Linked DNA regions of Mus musculus: region 1 is linked to region 2. Evidence: chromatin contacts called from public ChIA-PET data. All regions are on one chromosome and are shown on one strand. Each heading gives the region's core, a stretch centred on a gene start, on an enhancer-like site or on the middle of the called end of the contact. The rest is flanking DNA. Distances are from core to core; before and after follow the strand shown. Region 1 has its middle 47 kb from the start of Gm25577. Region 2 overlaps Sp4 (trans-acting transcription factor 4).

The links. ChIA-PET counts read pairs in DNA pulled down with a chosen protein or histone mark.
Region 1: a contact with region 2 is called in an RNA polymerase II ChIA-PET map of memory CD8 T cells, with 5 times the contacts expected there. The contact joins two enhancer-like sites. A contact is called at or near these places in 3 of 115 datasets of contacts at active chromatin or transcription factors (CD4 single positive thymocytes, double positive thymocytes and memory CD8 T cells).

The regions. Positions count from the first base shown.
Region 1 is chr12:118,455,472-118,459,657 of GRCm38.p6, forward strand. No RefSeq gene overlaps it. Among named protein-coding and RNA genes, the nearest start is that of Gm25577, 47 kb to the right of the region's middle. Within about 2 kb of position 2,245, at least 12 of the 459 cell types and tissues checked have an H3K27ac peak or open chromatin away from gene starts, as enhancers often do. A contact at or near this core is called in memory CD8 T cells, where this site is marked.
Region 2 is chr12:118,253,747-118,258,193 of GRCm38.p6, forward strand. It overlaps Sp4 (trans-acting transcription factor 4), which reads right to left. Exons shown (of 6, transcript NM_009239.4): 5 at 664-863. Among named protein-coding and RNA genes, the nearest start is that of Sp4, 45 kb to the right of the region's middle. Within about 2 kb of position 1,880, at least 31 of the 459 cell types and tissues checked have an H3K27ac peak or open chromatin away from gene starts, as enhancers often do. A contact at or near this core is called in memory CD8 T cells, where this site is marked.

The sequences.
Region 1 (4,186 bases), core at 995-3,494, 200 kb after region 2:
AGGCAGAGGTGAACAAGGAAACTGTCTCTCCTATACTTTCTCAGTGGGGGTTTTTCTGAAGTATCTACTGACTGAAAAATATTGCTGCCTTCAAGGCACCTCAAATCAGAATAAACCCTGTTTTATTACAAAACATAAATATCACAATAACCAATTGAGGGTATAAAGAAGGGCAAATGTTAGAATATCTGAAGATTTCTAATCAGAATGATTGAAGTCATACTTTCCAGCCTTAAGTCAGGAATTTATGGATGCAAAGACTAATGTGATTTTAATTCAAAATCCAACCAACCACACCAATAAATTCATTTCAAACACGTTAGACTAAAAGCTGACTGCCCTCTGGTGGGCTACTTTTTAAAATATTTAGTGTTTCTTAAAATGAAGTGCTTAAAATATTGTACAGTGGCATGAAATTATTTTACAATGCAATTTGTGAGGATAAAATTATTTGGGAAAGGGGAAGCATTAAACTGTTAAATACCTTTTTATCATATAAATTGAGTTTAGCTGATTTATGATTTTTTAAACTAAATTTTCCATTTGTGAGTAAATGTAGCTGACTTTTCAAATCTCAATTAAAAAACAGAAATAAAAGAAAATCATCTTTCTCATTTTCACTTCAAAATGTTGAGACTCTGATTCATCTTCAGCTGCTCATAAGCAATGGGGGAAAGTTACATGTTTATCAGGGTTGTTTCCGGTATACACCATTTTCATGTAATTTTACTGTCTGAAAAAGAAATGGCATAATCCTATTCCCAATAAAATGTATATTGATTAAAAAAAAAAAGCCTAAAGCTTACCATATCAAAGTACTAGGGCTAATGCTGATATAATATGGGGAAAAGTCAGAGGGTGTCCCAGGCACATGCTCTGGCCAGCCTGGGATCCGGCAGTGTCTCGCCCTCCTCTGTTTGCAGTTCCCCTGAATACTGGGGTGGGCTGAAATCTCCGAACGACACCAAGTCTGTCAGTTTTCATCTGTTTCGTGGGGATTTGCATGTTAACAGCCTCCCAGGCACTGCTGTACCCACTGTTAGCTTCAGCTCAGGATTCTGGCTCTGGTCATAAATTACTTCCTCAGCACCTGTGCCCCATCTTGAGTGAACAAATCCTGTTGAGCGTGATCGAATTCATGTAGGGACTTCAAATAGCCGAAGATGGAAGATACAGGAAAAATCTAAAGGCATATTATTTTAAAACTCTTATTGTCTTTGTGAGGAAAAATCAAAATGTGCGCCGAGCGATTTATCTGGGCGAGTTTCGTGGCTGCTGGCAACGACTCTGAGAGTTCTCCACATCCCTCCTCCCTTCCTTCTTGGTGACTCTCTTAGCAAGGCCTAATATTTTGTCTCTGGATTCCTTTTTTGAATTTGAAAAGGAAACTTACAAGAAAGAGAAGTCTTCTTTTAAGACAAAGGAATTAAAGATTGCAATCAAATCACAAACTCAAGTTAATTCTGTGGCTGTAAATACTCAGCTTTAGGTTAATAAGCACCTGTGCCATCAGTATGTCTGAACAAGTTCCCGAATACAGTCTTTCAGAAACGTTTGTAACACCCAACAACTGGAAGTCAAGAACGCAACGTTTTCAATTGCTACCTAAAAGCTGGGCAGAACAAGGTATCCTAAAACAACTATGCTTTTAAAACTAATTAGCATATGCAGTGACCTTAAAATGTAAAGATGTTACTTCTGTGAGACTAATTTTCTTCCCCAACCCAATAGGAAGTAAATGGAAATACAGAACGGAAGAGTTCTTATCATAGAATTACTGCTTTTAAATTTCGTGTGCGCGCGCGCACACACACACACACACACACACACACGAATAAAATTTTGTACCCCAGTATACTATTTTATAAAGGCTTGCTGGAACTTAGTTGGAAAGTGATAAAACACAAACTAAGCCAAAGTCAGCAAAAGTCAACAGTTGTGGCGGTTTTGTTTTCTGGTCTTTCCTTCTTGGAGGTCAAGGGATGTAGCTGTGTGTGTGTGTGTGTGTGTGTGTGTGTGTGTGTGTGTGTGTTTTCAAAGGAGGTTTAGTTATAGTCTTTCATTAAAAAAAAAAAGAAAGAAAGAAAAAGAAATGTAGACTCTACCTATTTAGCATCATTGCTCACGCCATGTTTTCTGGCAGTTCCCAAATAATACGAATAGAAACAAACCCGTGTAGAGTGTCCATCGAAGGAAAAGAAGCCTCCTTACCCAATGCTTTAGGCAAGTAGAGACTGAAAGACGAGCATGTTTGTGCGTGTATCTACTTAAATACTTACCATGCTACCATTCTCTTGGAGCTTGCAGTCATATGTGCTTTCTGTGTCCAGAAAAATCAATATTCTTATAGTTTTAAACGGGATTTTTTTCTCCCACGTCAGAAATGGGACTCTTCGACCGCGGCGTTGTGGCTTCAGATCCACAGGGTTGGGGTCCGCTCCCGCGCTGCGCGTTGCCTTTTTCATCAACAGAGGGCGCTCTGCGGTTTTCCAAGGATCCCGGCTTCTCTCACGGCCGAGCTGGGCAGCGGGCGAAGCATCAGTTAGCCGCGTTTGCAGGGTTTTTCCCCCCCATACCAGGCAGAAGCTCTTTCAACTGGCTAGTGTATGATTTATTGGAAATACTACTGATCACTGAAACAACATACGTGAATGAAAGGAAACCCCATGATTTTACAAAAGTCGGGTGACCGTGACATCTAAGGCTGCTAACTAACCCCAACCGGATAGTATTGGAAATGATCATAAGCATAGAACGCAGGCTGATACAGTCTTCACCTTGGGAAGCCAGGGCGACAGCTTTATTTACATGGCCTATCCCAGTCCTGAGCGCGCGAGTGTGCCTGGTTGTGTCCTACTTTAATATATTATACTCTTTTATACCTGATACTAGACAAATGAAATACATAATTCCTCGTGAAGTAATCTGCCTAGGTCCTAATTGACACATTAGGAGAGCTCTGAGAAGCTTTTTCTCTGCTGAAGGTTAGAGAGAAGATACCAGATGCCGATGCTATTAATTTCTCAACAGTCCAAAGCACAAAATTTCAGCTGAAAACTTGAGAGAATGAAAAAAGATATATTTCAAGAAAATTAGATTTTTCTCAGAGTATTTGTCCAAGATCTACATTTTTAGATGCATAATTTATTAGATGTTTCAACACAGAGAAGTAATCATAACCAGCTAACTCGAAGATTGCCAGTTACTATCCTTCCCGGCAAAGTTTTACAAATGTCTTAAAGCCACTGTGAAAGTCAGAGCAGCAACCCTAACAGACGCCAGAATCAACATATTTGACAGAAGTGCGCACGCCATCGTAGCCCATTATTTCAAATGAGAATGTTCCATCTCAAGATCCGGAACGATACCACCAATGACAGAATAAACGGGAATGTGGAAGTCAAACAGCATGACAGCAGCTACTCAGAACTAGAAAATAAGAGCATTGTAACGTATAGGTGTGCTCCAAGGTTCTCCTCTGAGAAAATGTGCTCCTCTGAGAAAATGAGCTCCTTTCCCACAAAGGGAAAGAAATGCCAGGTTTCCTTATGTTGAATGCATGTTTGTGTAATATTGAAGATGATGAAACAAATATTTAACAGCTAGGACAGTGCATTCCCAGCTAACTCATCCCTTTATCGCTTGCTGGTTGGAAGATAAGAACCATCCTCTTTCTTTTGCAAATATGTTTGCCAGCAGCTGTTTCAACATTTATAAAGACCATTCTCACTGATTGCCAAATAACCATAAATTTATTTACGCATATTTTTGAGTTGGAGGCATAAAAATAATTACATGTCTGATTAAATCCACTTATGCCTTCGTGTCTTACTAAATCTATAATAGATATGAATCGTTACAATACACTGCATCTAAGTGCATAAATAATGCCATACACATGCAGAATCCAGCTTTGCTGCAGCAGAAGGCAGGCAGTCGTGTACATATACGTAGTTGGGCTGGATTATGAATATTGGTGTGGATTCTGTAACGTAGGACATTAGTCAGAAAGCTGAAATGTTCTTATTAATCATTAGTTTAATTTCTTAAAATATATTAAGTTTTTATTTTATATAAATAAGCATGTCGTAAGAAAGATGGACTAGAAACTCCATGCTTTTAAATGTGCACGTATGGAAAATCATATATTTACTTCCAAGTTGAACTGAATTCTTTCAGATGTGAG
Region 2 (4,447 bases), core at 630-3,129:
TATTATTTTTGACACTCCCTGGGCTTGAAAAGGCAAAACAGAGTCACTAATACCATTATAGGGATTAAAGGGAAATACTCCCTGCCCTGACTTGACCTGAAGCTCCTAAGGCTTGAAAATCTCTACTCATGACTTAGTGATATAGCACCCCCCCAAAAAAAAGTCAACCAGCCATGCTGTACTTTTCCACCAGCTCACTGCACATGCTCCAAACACTATAAAACCCCTCCCCTTCACCCAGCCCTCTGCTGTTTAAGAGGTAGCTGCCATTCTGTTCTTCCCAGTAAATCTCTTATGTGATATTTGTTTTGTGGTATGACTTTGTGGTATTCTTTGGCTCCCAACTGACAAGATGCCCTTGCACTGGAAAAACCTATACAATCAAAATTTAATTCTCTTCTCATATATATATAATAAATATATACTCTTTAGAAAAATATATACATATACATACACACACTTTAGAAAAACATGGTATGGATTTAGCATCCTAATGAGCAAAAGGAAAAAATTCCAGGCCATATAAATCTGGTGATAAAATTTAGTAAGTAAAATAAATGTATGTCAGAAAGAAAGCAAGGCATCTTGACCTTCAACAGTGCAACTTTCACTAAGCACTCGAAAACGAAGTAGTATCTCTCTCTCCAAGAGAAACCAACTAACCTGTGTGGGTCCTTCTGTGTCTCTGAAGCTCATCGCTCCTTGTGAATCTTTTGCCACAAAACATCCAGTTGCATATGAACGGTCTTTCTCCAGTGTGCCATCGGAGATGTGCTCGGAGGTGAGAGGTCTTGCCATATACTTTCCCACACCCTTCAATGTGGCAAACATGCTGCTTCTTCTTTCCTGGTTCACTGCTGCCCCTAACAGAACAAAACCAATACCATTATACCCTAAACTCAGCTTCTATCTGTGCCAAAAACACAGGTAGGCCATCTACATGATTAGAAAATGCTTTTCTGAGTATGTCTGAACAAAAACACATGAGAAATTTTTTCATTAAGGAAAAAAAAATCAAATATGGTCATGTACTATATAAACACTTATATGAAAATGTGGTAAGCTTCAGAATTTATGTCTACTACATAGCTCAGACTGCCTGTACTAGCTATAATGTTGCAGTTATCCTCATATTCACGATTTCCCTGTCACAGACTCCCTATTGTTGGAGTTGTAGGCATGCTACCCACAGGTAGGAAAGAAAACAAACCTCTTGAGAATTATCCTCTAAATATCAAAAAGATAGTTAAAATATACCGTGCACACCTTTAATCCTAGCACTTGGGAGGCAGAGACAGGCAAATTTCTGAGTTTGAGGCCAGCCTGGTCTACAGAGTGAGTTCCAGAACAGCCAGGGAAACCCTGTCTTGGGGGGCGGGGGGAATACGGTTCTAAGATTCACTTGTAGAGCAGGTCAGTGTGACAAGGAATTCCATGAACCCCTCCCAGCAAAACTAATAAATTATAAATCTACCTCCCAATACACTATTCAAAAATCTCTGGTCATAGTCCTAAAAACTAATAACAGCAAAAACTAATATTCTCTCTGAAATCTAAAGTATGTAACAATGGAGTCTATAGATCTAAGACTAACTCCTTTTCTTCCTTTCCACCTCCATGACAAAGGAGAGTTACAGAACAGTACAGCCATGAGGGCTTCCTCCCTCCAGCCTCTTCCAGAGAGGGGCAGGGCACAGTGCTTCTCATTCTACTGCCTGTTGCTGAGGCTGAGCTCCTGTTGAGTGTGGCTAAAAGGCACCCAGTGCCCAACTTACTGAACTCTGCAGTAATTGTGACTGATGAAAATGATATGGCCTAGGTGTTTCCTGACCTTCATGCACAGTTCATAAATTAGAGCTGCCAAGCCGGAAGAGGCAAGGTTAAGAAAATGTGAGCCTATTGTCCCTGCCTCCAAGCACTCAGCTGTTACATCAGGTAGCACTCTACCACACTTGCCACTTAAAAGCCCCAATTCTAGCTAGAATGAACTCCAATCTCAAAGAAACTGACCATCTGTAACCATCTGTAAGAAAGCTGAAGTTTAACTGAAGGGCTTGTTTTTAAAAGGAAACCACTGTTGCAAAGGCACCTGAGGGAAAGATACAGCGTTACTCGAGATAAGGCAAAACCACAGGTTGGTGAATCTGTGAAAAGAAGCACAGGTAGACAGGGAGAGTGAGCTTTGAGATCGGAAAAAAACATATGCTCCCAGAAGTCAACAAAGCAATAAAGCTTCAGCTAAACTAACCAAGACAAAAAGACTCAATTACCCCACTCACAAATAAAAATCATTATCAATCTCATGAAAATAAAAGGGCTCTTAGAGGAGCATTAAGTGTCACCAACCACCTAGGCTGACACATCTTAAACAGAAAATTTGAAAAACAAACAAGCAAAGACAAATGGTCAAAGTAAATCTGTAACAAAAAGAACTAGTCAGAAAAAAAACTACAAAGCGGAGAGTCAAATAGCTTTTCTCGTGAAATCCCTTTCCCCTGTATGTATAAGTTTTTGCTTGTTTTGAGACAAGGTCTCACTATACAGCACTGACTGTCCTGGAATTCATTAAGTAAACCAGATTGGCCTAAAAGAGAACCAACTGACTCTGCTACCTAGTGCTTGGGATAAAGGTTTGTACTATTATAATCACCTCCTGCTCAGTGTGTGTGTGTGTGTGTGTGTGTGTGTGTGTGTGTGTGTGTGTGTGTGTGAACTTTTTCAAGCTTTTCAAAGACTTGTTCAAAGAAGAAAACTACAGGGAACACTTCCCAATTCACTTGAAGGCCAATATACAAGAAAAGTAGAGACAAGCACCTCATGAACACATATGAAGAGAATCCTCAACATCAGCAAACTAAGCAGTGTATGGCACATGCTTATGATGCCAGCATTCCCCAGAGACAGAGACACAAGAGAGGCTGGCAGAGAGAGGGAGGGGGAAAGGAGGGGGAAAAGGGTGCAGCAGACAAAATCCAGTCACTTATAAAGAGAATTATACACCATAACCAGGAGGGTTTTACCATACATATGCAAAAATCCTTTGACTTGTAACAACTATACAGATTTTTTAAAAGCTCATAATTATTATAATAAATGCAATAAAGTGTTAGGCATTAAAAACCCTTTATGATTAAAATGAGAGAAAGAGAGGGGGAGAAAAAGGCAATGGAAGGGAGCTTCCTCAACTTAATCCAGGGTTCTAAAGTTGTATTTAAACAGTGAGAAACTAGATGATCTGTTCCCCTACCCTGAAAAAAAAAAATCAGATATTCTCCAAGGTGGAATAAGAAGTAAAACCAAAATTAGACACTATTAATGTATCTCTATAATAATAACATACTGTAACTATCTCTAAAATATTTAGTATATAACACTATAATATAGAAAATTTTATTCATTTTTTCATGCAGTATATTTTGACCATGCTTTTCATTCCTGATGCCCCCCCAGAAATTCTCCATCTCTCTATCCAAGCAACTTTATGTTGCTTCTTTTTCAAAAGAAAACTAAACCATAGAAACTAAAGTCAGAACAACCAGGCAAAAGACCAACAAGGCAAAAATTGTCAAAACAAGGCGAAATGAAATAAAAAGCTCCCCTCCCATATGACATAGAGGGGTTTGTTTGTTTGTTTGTTTTTCCAACTATTCTTGGGGATGGAGACTGCCCTGGACCATGGCTGATAAACCCAGTGACACTTTATTGGGCAAAACTTGATTTTTTCATTGTTAGTGGGTATCAATTACAAATAGCTTCTTGGTTAAGGATTGGACCTCATGTCCACTCGCTCCTCTCAGTGCTGTGGCCCCATCTAACTTGAACCTGTGTAAGTCTTTAAGTTTGAAGACAACCCACTTAGGACCAAGTGTTCAGTCTGTACAATGTCCAGTAATGGATCTGTGTTCATTCCTATCTGCAAGATGCTACTCTGATGAGGACTGAGTGAGGCACTGGCCTATGGGCACAGCAGTATGTCATTAGGAGTCACTCATTCCTATGTTCCTTTAGCAGAGGAAGTAGGTTTTCCTCTAGGTCCAAGACCTAGCTAGTCTCTGGTTCTTGGCCACTTTATCAGTTTCAGGTACAGGGATCACCTCATGAAGAAGTTCTTGAATCCAAATTTAAAAAATGGTTAATTGTTCCCATAGCATTTGTGCCACTATTGTATCAGAATGTCTTACAAGCAGGTTGCAGGGTTTGTAGCTGGGTTACTTTCTCTTGCATTATGCAGAATATCTTCCAGAACCATGAATGCTAATTAGTAGGAGTGAAGCTTCTAATTAGGTACCAGTTTGACTTTTATGTACTTTATGACATAAGTATTCTTTTCAGAAATAGTGCCTTAGAAATAAGATGTGGAGAGCCTTGGCAATCGTCTGTAATGTTTGGCAGGTTTGATGGGACCCCATTGGTTAAGGATTCAACAAGATGTGAGTATGTGAGTGCT